2 separate regions of the Astyanax mexicanus genome follow, and region 2 is linked to region 1. A link is a contact called in public Hi-C data. All regions are on one chromosome and are shown on one strand. The core of a region is the stretch at or near the end of the contact, and the rest is flanking DNA. Distances in the headings are between cores, read along the strand shown.

The links. A called contact is a pair of places that touch in the nucleus more often than the background predicts.
Region 2: a Hi-C map of muscle shows a contact between it and region 1, with 14 times the contacts expected there. The contact joins two enhancer-like sites. A contact is called at or near these places in 3 of 3 Hi-C or Micro-C datasets (blood and muscle).

The regions. Positions count from the first base shown.
Region 1 is chr22:30,334,815-30,340,823 of AstMex3_surface, reverse strand. It overlaps pik3ip1 (phosphoinositide-3-kinase interacting protein 1), which reads left to right. Exons shown (of 6, transcript XM_022667455.2): 6 at 3,736-6,009. The coding sequence ends at 3,949. Among protein-coding and RNA genes, the nearest start is that of pik3ip1, 20 kb to the left of the region's middle. Within about 2 kb of position 3,878, the one cell type or tissue checked has an H3K27ac peak away from gene starts, as active enhancers do.
Region 2 is chr22:30,376,663-30,382,671 of AstMex3_surface, reverse strand. si:ch211-225b11.4 (thyroid adenoma-associated protein homolog) reads left to right here. Exons shown (of 31, transcript XM_015606250.3): 25 at 583-787; 26 at 2,137-2,325; 27 at 5,822-6,009. Among protein-coding and RNA genes, the nearest start is that of pik3ip1, 22 kb to the right of the region's middle. Within about 2 kb of position 2,276, the one cell type or tissue checked has an H3K27ac peak away from gene starts, as active enhancers do.

The DNA.
Region 1 (6,009 bases), core at 2,629-5,128:
ACAGCTCTACAGAGGCTCTACAGAGGCTCTAAACAGCTTCACACAGCTCTGCATAGGCTCTAAACAGCTCTAAACTGCTCTAAACAGCTCTACAGAGACTCTACAGAGGCTCTAAACAGCTTCACATAGCTCTACATAGGCTCTAAACAGCTCTACAGAGACTACAGAAACTCTACAGAGGCTGTAAACAGCTCTGAACAGCTCTACACAGCTCTAAACAGCTCTACACAGCTCTACAGAGGCTCTAAACAGCTTCACACAGCTCTGCATAGGCTCTAAACAGCTCTAAACTGCTCTAAACAGCTCTACAGAGACTCTACAGAGGCTCTAAACAGCTTCACATAGCTCTACATAGGCTCTAAACAGCTCTACAGAGACTACAGAAACTCTACAGAGGCTGTAAACAGCTCTGAACAGCTCTACACAGCTCTAAACAGCTCTAAACTGCTCTAAACAGCTCTACAGAGACTCTACAGAGGCTCTACAAAGGCTCTAAACAGCTTCACATAGCTCTACATTGGCTCTAAACAGCTCTACAGAGACTCTACAGAGGCTCTACAAACAGTAAGGAGACAAATTCAGTCTGGTTGGAGTGTTTTTCGATGGAAATAAAGATATTAAAATAAGTCAAAAAATGCTTGAAAAGGTAAGACTATATAGTCTTACGTATTTCAGCAAATTTGGTCCAAAAATTCATGGTGATTTTTACACTTAATTTAAATGGCAGGTGTTCCGTGCACCATATAAAGATATTTTGCAGCTAATTTGAGTGTTTTCATACATTCATTACATTAAAAAAAAAGATTTTTGATGGAAAACATTATAGTGGTTTTCATACTTAATTTGAATGATTGATGTTTCTTACATCATGTGGAGACGTTGATCTGCTTAAGGGGTTTTGCATACATTTAGTTAAAAAAAGTCTAAAAATGCTTGGATGGTAAGACTATAGTCTTATGTATTTCGCCATTTTTGGTGGAAAAAATAATTTTATAGATATATATATATAATAGATGAGTCTTGTACAATGTGGAAACATTTTTAACTGTTTTAGTTTTTTTTTTTAATACACTTTTGAAAATAAAAAATGGACCCAAAACACTTGATAGTAAGGCTATAGTCTTACAATTTTCAGCAAATTTGGTCCAACCATTCATGGTGATTTTTACACTTAATTTGAATAGTGTTCCTCACATCACATGAGGATATTTTCCATCTTATTTAAGTGTTTTTGCATGAAAATTAGGAAATTTTTAAAATAGGTCCAAAAATGTTTGTGATGGTAAGGCTATAGTCTTACATATTTCAGCAAATTTGCTCCAAAAATTTATGGTGATTTTTACACTTAATTTGAACGGTATGTGCTTTTTATACTATGTGGAGAGATTCTCCAGCTGATTTAGGTGGTTTTGCATAGATTCTAAAAAAAAATACGAATGGTCCAAAAATGTGTGATGATAAGACTTATGTATTTTGTCATTTTTGGTGGAAAAATTCATGTTAATTTTCATGTTAAGAGTCTTGTACCATCTGGAGACATTTTCAACAGTTTTAAGTGTTTTTTAGTACACTTTTGAAATTGTAAAAATTGTCCCAAAATGCTTGGATAGTAAGGCTATAGTCTTACGTATTTCAGCAAATTTGGTCCAAAAATTCATTATGATTTTTACACTTAATTTAAATGGCAGGTGTTCTGTGCACTATGCAAATGCATTTTCCAGCTAATTTAAATGTTTATGCATACATTCATTAAATATTAAATAAATTTCCTACTTAATTTGAATGATTGAGGTTTCTTACATCATGTGGAGACATTTTGCTGCTGATTTAAGGGTTTTGCATATTATATATTTCTTCATTTTTGGTGGAAAATTTCATTTTAAGTTTTATACTTAATTTGTATAATGGGTGTATCTTGTATTGTTTTAAGTGGTTTTTAATACACTTTTGAAAATTAAACATGGTCCCAAAATGATTGGATAGTAAGTCTTACATATTTCAGCAAATTTGGTCCAAAAATTCATTATGATTTTTACACTTAATTTGAAAGGTATGTGATTTTTATACTATGTGGAGAGATTCTCCAGCTGATTTTAGGTGGTTTTGCATAGATTCTTTAAAAAAATTTAAGAATGGTCCAAAAATGTGTAAGACTATAGTCTTATATATTTCGTCATTTTTGGTGGATAAATTCATGTTAATTTTTGCACTTAATTCGTATAATAAATGAGTATTTTAGCATGTGGATACATTTTCAACTGTTTTAAGTGTTTTTTTTTTTAATACACTTTTGAAAATTAAAAATGGTTCCAACATGATTGGATAGTAAGGCTATAGTCTTATGTATTTCAGCAAATTGGTCCAGAATTTCATGATGCTTTTAAAATGTATTTGATTCATATGTGTGATTGGAGCATTTTTAGAAGGAAATAAGGATATTTAAAAAAATAGTCAAAAATGTTTGTGATGGTAAGGCTATAGTCTTACATATCTCAGCAAATTTGGTACAAATATTCATGGTGATTTTTACACTTAATTTGAATTATATGGTGATGGTAAGACTATAGTCTTATGTATTTTGTCATTTTTGGTGGAAAAGCTTATGTTAAGTTTTGCACTTAATTTGTATAGTACCATCTGGAGACATATTCAACAGTTTTCAGTGTTTTTAATACACTTTTAAAAATTGAAAAATGGTCCCAAAATGATTGGATGGTAAGACTATAGTCTTATGTATTTCAACAAATTAGGTCCAAAAATTCATAGTGATTTTTACACTTAATTTAAACGATTGGTGTTCCTCACATCACATGGAGATATTTTTCAGCCTATTTAAGTGTTTTTGCATGAAAATGAAGAATGGTAATGGTAATGGTAATGGTCTTATGTATTTCAGCAAATTTGGTCCAAAAATTCATGGTGATTTTTACACTTAATTTGAATGGTATGTGTGGTGATGGCAAGACTATAGTCTTATGTATTTTGTATGGTGATTTTTACACTTAATTTAAATGATTGGTGTTTCTCACATCACATGGAGATATTTTCCATCTTATTTAAGTGTTTTTGCATGAAAATGTAGAAATTTAAAAATGGTCCAAAAATGTTTGGGTGGTAAGTATAGTCTTATGTAATTCAGCAAATTTGGTGCAAAGATTATTTTGGTTGTTTTTACACTTAATTTGAATCATATTTGTTTTTGGCAAACAATGAGGAGGAGGATTGAGTCTGATTTAAGTGTTTTTTACATGCAAATTAGAAAATTTAAAAATTGTCCATAAATTCTTGTGATGGTAAGGCTATATAGTCTTTGGTCCAAAATCATGGCAATTTTTGAGAATTATTTTTTTTCAGAATTTGGTGTTTTTTTTATTGCATATTTTAATTCAGTCCTATTATTGTAATTAGTTTGTGACACTTTTCAGTACTTTTTTTCAAGAAAAATAAAACTAATTTTAGTAAAATAAATAATAAATATAAAATAATTTTATGAAATGGTGACATCTGTATACTAGTAAAATTACATTTCTTGTTCTCAAATAATTTTCTATACATATACACATGTACACAATAAATACACACATTTTTTTTCAAATAACTTTATTAGATTTACATGAAAATGAGCAAAATTCAAGAGTGCAGCACAACAACAAAAACAGAAATTTTTGCAAGATAAATGTTTATTTTAGTATGTTGTAGTTGTATGTTGATCCGAGCTTGTCTGTTCCTCTGCAGGGGTCGCGACCTGAAGAAGCAGCACGAGCAGCGAGTGTACGAGCGCGAGATGCACCGCATCACCCTTCCACTCTCCGCCTTCGCCAACCCCACCTGCGAGCTGGTGGACGAGAACACCATCGTGATCTCGGCCGAGCCCAGCGAGCGGACCCCTCAGGACACTGTGGAGGGCGGAGACCCCCTGATGGACCCGGCGGGAACTCCTGGAGCCTGAGAGCAGGACCTGAGAGATCTGGGAAAGAAGAATACCAGACTGTGCAGCGTTTTAACGGATCAACACTAAAACTACACTCTCTTTCTATCGCCCTGCTGGTCTTTAAAGTCCTTTTTTTTTGGAAGAACAGAAGCTTTTCATGGACAGCTGATGTTCTGTTCTCTGGGTGGAGACGAGGAGAGGACAGGAGGACACAAGAACATAAGAGCACACTACTGAGGACGTGAGGAAGAAGGGCTGGTGTATAAAAGTGCATGTTAGAGATTCTTTCCAGGAATATTTCTAGGAATCCTCTTGCTGACCTGTCCTGAAGTGCACACTTGAGTTTGTGGTTGAACAGACTGAAATACACTAAGATAGTGAAAACTGCAGAGTGAAAAGTGTGGCATGGAAGACCTTCTGTCCATCTTACTTGCAGGAGAGGTATCTGTGGAGGTTTTGAAGATATTTCTGAAAAACATGGTTTTAACAAAGCGTTAAACTGTGGGATGGATGGATGGATGGATGGATATATGTATATACTTATCCTAAAGCCTTGTAGTGCTTTGATGTGGTTTACGGGAAAGGGTGCATCTTCTAATATGGTCTTGCGCACTGTGGTCTTGCAGGTTTGACAAATATTTCGAGACACTTAAAGTCCCGAAAGGTCCAGATCTGATCCAGGAGATCAGTATTAAGGCTTTTGCATTTTCAGCTCCCAATCCAGTCAAAGGCTGCATTCACACTGCAGGAAAATCGTAAATCGGATTGTTTCTCAAACCAGATTTGTTTCATAAAGCAGATCTGCTGAAATTGAAACCTGTCCACACAATCAGACTGGATTTGCATGTCTGGACATCACAAACATGAGTTGCCTCCATAGCCTTGAGACTGAGATGCATCAGTACAAATCAGATGTTATCGTAAATCATATTTTAAACCAAATTCATGTGGTTTCTGGCTGTTTACACTTTCAAAAATTAACCTGGACTTAATCTAGATATCTACAAGTGTTGAATACGGAACAAGAGCTGCACTGAAGTTCTGTACTTGAGGGAAAGATACAAATACGGACAAAACAAACTCAGATTACGGACTAACAGTTTCATTTAAGCCACTTTTATGTGGTTTCTGGCTGTCCACACTATCAAAACTCAATCTGGACTGAATCTAGATATCTACAAGTGTTAAATACGGAAAAGGGGCTTCACTTGAGTTCTGTACTTAAGGAAAATGTACAAATACGTACAAAACAAACGCAGATTACGGACTGATAGTTCCATTTAAACCACTTTTATGTGGTTTCTGGCTGTCCACACTATCAAAACTCAATCTGGACTCAATCTAGATATCAAAAATATCAGATTTGGGCTGCAAGTCTGAACATAGCCTTGATTTACGGAAAGCACCTAAACGTTAACATTAATACAAGTGTTTAATACGGAACAAGGGCTGCACTGAAGTTCTGTACTTGAGGGAAAGATACAAATACGGACAAAACAAACTCAGATTACGGACTAACAGTTTCATTTAAGCCACTTTTATGTGGTTTCTGGCTGTCCACACTATCAAAACTCAATCTGGACTCAATCTGGATATCTACAAGTGTTGAATACGGAACAAGGGGCTTCACTTTAATTCTGTACTTGAGGGAAAGATACAGATACAGACAAAACAAATGCAGATTAAGAAACTGATTCCATTTAGACCACTTTCATGTTTCTGCTTGTCCACACTATCAAAAATCAATCTGGATTCAATCTAGATATCTGAAAAATCAGATTTGGGCTGGCAGTCTGAACGTAACCTTGATTTACGGAAAGCACATGAACTTTAACATTAATACAATACGAAACAGGGGGCGCATTTGAGTTCTCAGGTTAAGTCACAACAATTGAGCAGTGTTGATACACTGGTTGCAGCATAGCAAGACACTCCGTTAACGAGTATTACACTACCAAACTCAGTGTTTAAGAAAAAATTACAGAAATTTTCCATTTTGTTTTTTTTTTGTCCAAAATCTGTTTTTAATAAAACTGGGCCTTACTGCGCCTCTGTTTACCCATACTGCTCTGCTCTAC
Region 2 (6,009 bases), core at 1,027-3,526, 43 kb before region 1:
CAAGACGCACCAGATTATAAGGTGCACTGATGATTTTGGGAAAATTAAAGGATTTTAAGTGCGCCTTATAGTGCGAAAATTATGGTATAAAAAAATATGAATGACTGAGTGCCAAGATATGAACTGCCTGGGTAAAATGCTGTAGTGCCCGTTGCAGTCCTACGGGTGGACGGTGGTTTCCGGTTGAGAGTAAGCTGTGCACTATTGGCTGCCACTTCTCATTGGTGTGTGGATGCGTGCTGAGTATGAATGGCTGTGTGGTAAAAAAAAAAAATAATAAATAAATTGTAAAGCATACTTTGTTTCCTAGAAAGGCGCTAAATGTAAGTATTCAAATTCATTCATTCATATTGCGCCCTTATAAGGTCATCGTGCAGTCTGTCGCATATAAGTTAAGCAGTAAAATCTAAACATTAGCATATTTAGTGTGAAGAAGTCCAGAATGTAGCTGAAATGCTTGTTCATTTCACTGTAAGAAGAACAGTGAGTGATAAAAAATAAAGAAAGAAAAAGAATAAACATGAATCAGTCATTCTCTATAATCTCTGTAATGTGTTTCTATGTTTCTCTGTTTTTCCTCAGGCTCTGCTCCTCCTCTCTCCGTCCTGTGGTGGAGGGTTTGGAGGCGCGGCTGTGGTTGGGTTCCTCAGATCAGCGGTGTGCTCTGGTACGGCAGGAGTACGTATCTGTGCTGAGACTGCTGAGGAAGATCTGCTCTGAGACTTTCCTCAGCCGCCTGTGCTCTGTGCTCCTGGAGGAGACAACCAGATCCCCACACAGTCTGGAGGTGCCTGGAATTATGAAAAGTTATTAACAGTTACAGTGTTGCTCAAACATGCTAAAGTCATACAGAATTTGTATTGTTTTATATGCAGTAGTAAAATAAATAATCTAAACAGCATAGCCTGGAAAATACTTATATTATTTCTGTTTTATGTTAAAACAATTATACATTTTTAATTATAAACAATACATATAAAAAGTAATCTAAAGATGTGACCTCTAACTAGAATGGTGTAGTTCCTGAAGGAAGGAACAGAATAGTTGTCAGTCAGTTGTAAGGTGGATGCAGGGGTGTCCCAGGGGGTTGGTATGATGTTAAGTGGTGGCTATGGTATGCTATCTCAGGTGGTTTATATGGTCTTGTGTGGCTTCTCTGTTGGTTTCATTGGTTTTGTGTGGTGCTGTGTGGTTGCTATGGTGTTGCCAAGTGGTGACTATGGTTTTCCAGGTGGTTGGCAGTGGTTTACAGGCAGTTGCTAGGCTCTTTTTGGACGGTTGATATTATATTCCAGGTAGATACTGTGGTGTCCAAGGTGGTTGGTATGATGTTGCTATAGTATTGCTAGGTGGTCAATGTGATCTCTAGTTTCTGTTTTGGTTGCTAGATGGTTTCCCGGATGGTCAATATGGTATCTTAGTTGGTTTCTATGGTGTTGCCAAGTAAGTAAGAGCTGGGTGGTTGCTATGATGTTGCCAAGTGGTGACTATGGTATTCCAAGTGGTTGCTGTGGTAGTAGCTGTGCAATTGTGATATATATAAATATATATCTCCAACTCGAAAGGTGTATTTACTGAAGGAAACACACAGTGGTTGTCAGGCAGTTGCTAGGCTCTTCCTGGATGGTTGATATTATATGCCACCACAGTGGTTGCTGTGGTGTCCAAGTGGGTTGGTATTGGTATGATGTTGCCGATAGCTGACAATTGTTTCTGTAGTGTTGCTAGGTGGTCAATATAGCATCCAGTTGCTGTTGTGGTTGCTAGGTGGTCAATATAGTATCTCAGTTGGTGGTTTCTATGGTGTTACTAAGTAATTAAGTGATGTGTGGTTGCTATGGTGTTGCCAGGTGGTAACTATGGTATCCCAGGTGGTTGCTAGGTGGCTGCTATTGATTCCCATGTAGTTGCTGTGAAATTGCTAGGTGGTAATTTAGATGGTATGGTATCTCAATTACTTAGTTGCTATAGTGCAGGTGTTACTATGTGATTTCTAGGTGGCTCATGTGGTTGCCATTGTGTTTCTAAGTGGCTGAGGGGTCAAGAACACAAATCAGCAATATAAAGAACAGTTACCACAGTCTACACCATTCTTTCTTCTGTCTAAACCTCTTATCTCCTGTCCGTTTTGTGCAGCTCGGCTCGGCCTCCTTCCACCAAACAGCTGTCCACTTCCTGTGTGAAGACTCTGAGTGGGCGGAGCAGGTTTGGCAGGATCTTTCCAGTAAGAGTTCAGCTGCACGGCTCACGCTGGTCAGGTGGGTAAAGGAGGGGCGAGGCTGGAGAGGAACCGGCCTGCAGAAAGTGCTGCAGAGAGAAATCCAGGTAAGCTGAGGTTATAACATGTTTATACACAGAGTCAGATTTACTGTAAGCACAGATTTCAGCAGGATTTTATTCATGATTCAGTGCTGACATCTACAATTTAGACCCTGCCTGAGCTTAAGCTTAATCTGTAGCTCTGTTTTAAAGCCTAGGCTGCATTTGAGGTAGGATGGGTTCTGTGTAGGGTTCATCTATGTCCTACTAACTTCTCACATGGAATAGTACATTTTTGTACAGACATTAATTGATCATTTATAAATAACTGAAACAACAATGTTAAAACGTATTCTGAATGCAGTCAGTGCAGTTTTGTTTTCCCGGAAAATCTTACAGCACTTCATGCTTCCCTTTGCTGACAACTTTTGTGGAGATGCGGCTTTCATTTTCCAGCAGGACTTGGCACACTGCCCACACTGACAAAAGTAACAATTGGGCTTATCGTATTTTTAGCAGTATAAGGTGCGCTTAAAATCTTTAAAATTTCCCAAAAATCATCAGTGCATCTCATAATCTGTTGCGCCTTATGTATCAGTTTTACCAGTCAGGTATTAAGGAGCAGTAAAGCCACTCTGCTGAAGTACAGCGTTATACAGGATTTTCAGTTTAGTTCTCCAACAGTATTAGCATTAGCCGTTAACTGTGCTAAGCGCTAGCTCTTTCGCTGTTTAGAGGTGAGTATTATCGGCCTGTAGCCTGCTGCTAACCCTGTCTAGTACTGCCGGAGCAGTATTAGCATTATCCGCTAAGCACTAGCTCTTTCACCATTCAGAAGTGAGTATTATTGGACTGTAGCCTGCTGCTAACCCTGGCTAGCACTGCTGGATCAGTATTAGCATTAGTCGCTAGGCAGTAGCTCTTTCGCCATTCAGAGGTGAGTATTATCGGCCTGTAGCCTGCTGCTAACCCCAACTAACACTGCTGGAGCAGTATTAGCATTGGCCGCTAAGCACTAGCTCTTTTGACTTTCGGAGGTGAGTATTATTGGACTGTAGTAGACTGTAGGACTGGAGCAGTATTAGCATTAACCGCTAACCACACTAAGTGCTAGCTCTTTTGTTCTGTTCAGAATTAAGTATATCTGCGAATATCGCCCTTGCTTACCGGAACACTCGGCTAGTGCTAGCGTTTAGCTTCTAATTATAATACTACTGCACCCAACTATAGTGAATATCTGAAAATCTAATCTCACTGTAAATAAACTGAAGTGCTTTACTCACCTAAATGACTGTAAAAGAAAAAAATATATATTTTTAAGAATTACACTTGTATTAACTGAACTTAGCTGCACTGATTTATAAGTAAAACATGTTCCTTACTAGTGTCGCATAATGCGCCTTATAGTGCGAAAAATACGGTTCTAATTTTTATGAGACACTGATTTTTTTTATTGGCTGTAAGCCACAATTATTAACAATAAAATAAATAAATGCTTAAAACAGATCACTCTCTGTTTAATACATCTATATATCTAATATGTTTGTTTGAGTTTCACAATTTGAATTGTATTACTAAAAAACTGTATTACAATTTAGCTAAACCTAGGCTTGACTCTATACTGTAATAAACACAGTAATGCTTCTCTATTGGATATTTTAGGCTCTACGGTGGTTCTGTGATTAACTGCAGTAAGAGCTTAACTCTGCATGCGGTGGTCCATTTGTCTTCATTATTATTAAACCCAACACAATGGAAGGAAATTAGTGCTGTAAAAGCTGCAGTAATGCTCTGTTCTGTGGGGTTTAAGCCAGGCTGGTGATGTTTGATACCCTGCTTGTGCTCTTGGCCGATTGAGGCATATTAACGCTGCTATTGTGTTGAGAAATCCTGCAGTACAGAACAGGCTGGGCCCGGGCAGGCTCTTACACCCTGTTCTCTTTGTGAAGGACCTGTTTTCTGTGAACTTTAAACTTTAAAACACATACACACCTAATAGCTCTTTATATAGAGTAGTAATGACATAGCAGCATTATCAAGCTAGAACACCTCTCTCTGCAGTCTCTAACAGCATTTCTGTCCAGTCTGGGCATGATTTAATGACATTATAATGACAAGATAAAGCTGTGGCTATAGACCATCAGCTTCCAATATTGCTACAGTAGTGCTTAGTTTCTCAGGGGGTTTTCAGGCGGTAATTTTCTTTTTAATGGGCATTCTCTGTGATTTTATTCCCATCTGGAACGACCATGTATGTTTTTTTTTTTTTCTCAGACGTCCTCTAAAAAAAATTACAGGCCGAATTACCTACTGTTTTTCGCTGAATCTTTTCATGGTCCTCCAGTAATTTTAGTCCTGTCCGGACTGACATCTGAGTTTTGTCTCCTCACGTTTAATAAAATAGCAATTTGTCCACTGCCACGCACCGTAATTACTGTACACTTTGGGCGCGGGTTTCCATGGAGATCCAAGTAAAAACACGACTGCAAGTGAAAGTGTTAAACAAAGAAGACAAAAATATTATACTTGATAATTTATTTATTTATTCAGGGAAATTATCCAATATTACATATTTTAAGTGGTAAAAGTATGTGAACCTCTAGGATTCTAAAGGAAACTGTCAGGACATCTGTCCATAAACTTAATCTCAAGAGAAAGTGGGTCATGCAGCAGGACAATGACCCTAAGCAGACATGAAGTCTTTCTACCAAAGAATGACTAAAGAAGAATAAAGTTTATTTTTTGAAGTCCTGACCTTAACCCTTTAACAGTACAGGATTTTTATCATTTGTCTGCCTGATATTACACCACTAAATATTGAGGATTTCTATTTAAGCATCTGATAAAGCCAAAATATAATGAATAAAACCATAAAATTTAAAAATCTATATTTTCCTGAATACAAATCAAACAGTTCATGTGCTCCAAACCTTTAGATGTAAAAACTAGACAAACGAAACAAAACTATTTTCAAACATGCAAAATTTGGGTTAATTTCTGTTACTGATCTGGGCTTATTAAGTGGAGTAGATAGAAAACAGGCAGCTTTTCCAAGAGTCCTGTAGGATATTTCAAAGCCCTCACTTTTTCAGAATGTAAGTAACTTATTTTACTGCAGAGAAAAAGGGTTTTGTATCACCTTTTCAATGGAATTCAATTGAAATGTTGCAGAAGGACCTGGAATGAGCAGTTAATGTGAGGAAACCACCAACATCCAAAATCTGAAGCTGTTTTAGGTCATATTTATGCAGAAATACAGAAAACAATATGCACAATAGATCCTGGATATGCTTGGAAAGCTATATAGGAAAGTATATCAGAATAACCAAATGTATCACATTTAATACTTTTGGGATAAGCCGTGTTCCAATATCTAGTAAAAAGTTACTCCAACAAAAGCAGGATTTTTATACCATTGAATTGGAAAGAAACAATAAATAATCATGTGTCCCAATACTTGTGTCCATATAGTGTTGGTAGGGAAAGTGTGGAGGTTAGTCTAGGTTAGGTAAAGGCTCAGTAAAGTCCAGATTATTTATGTCATTTTATACTCTGTGTGCAGGCCAACCTGAAGGAGGCGCTGTTGGATCAGGATGTGGAGTACAGAAGAGCGTATCTGATGGCACTAGTGGAAGTCCTGAGCCCAGAATTGACCCAGTCTGGGCCTCTCCTCTCTGGGCTTGAGGAATCAGAGCTGCAGGAGTGTGTAGAGCTTATTCTGGATGATCTGAAGGACAGTAAAGGAGGTCC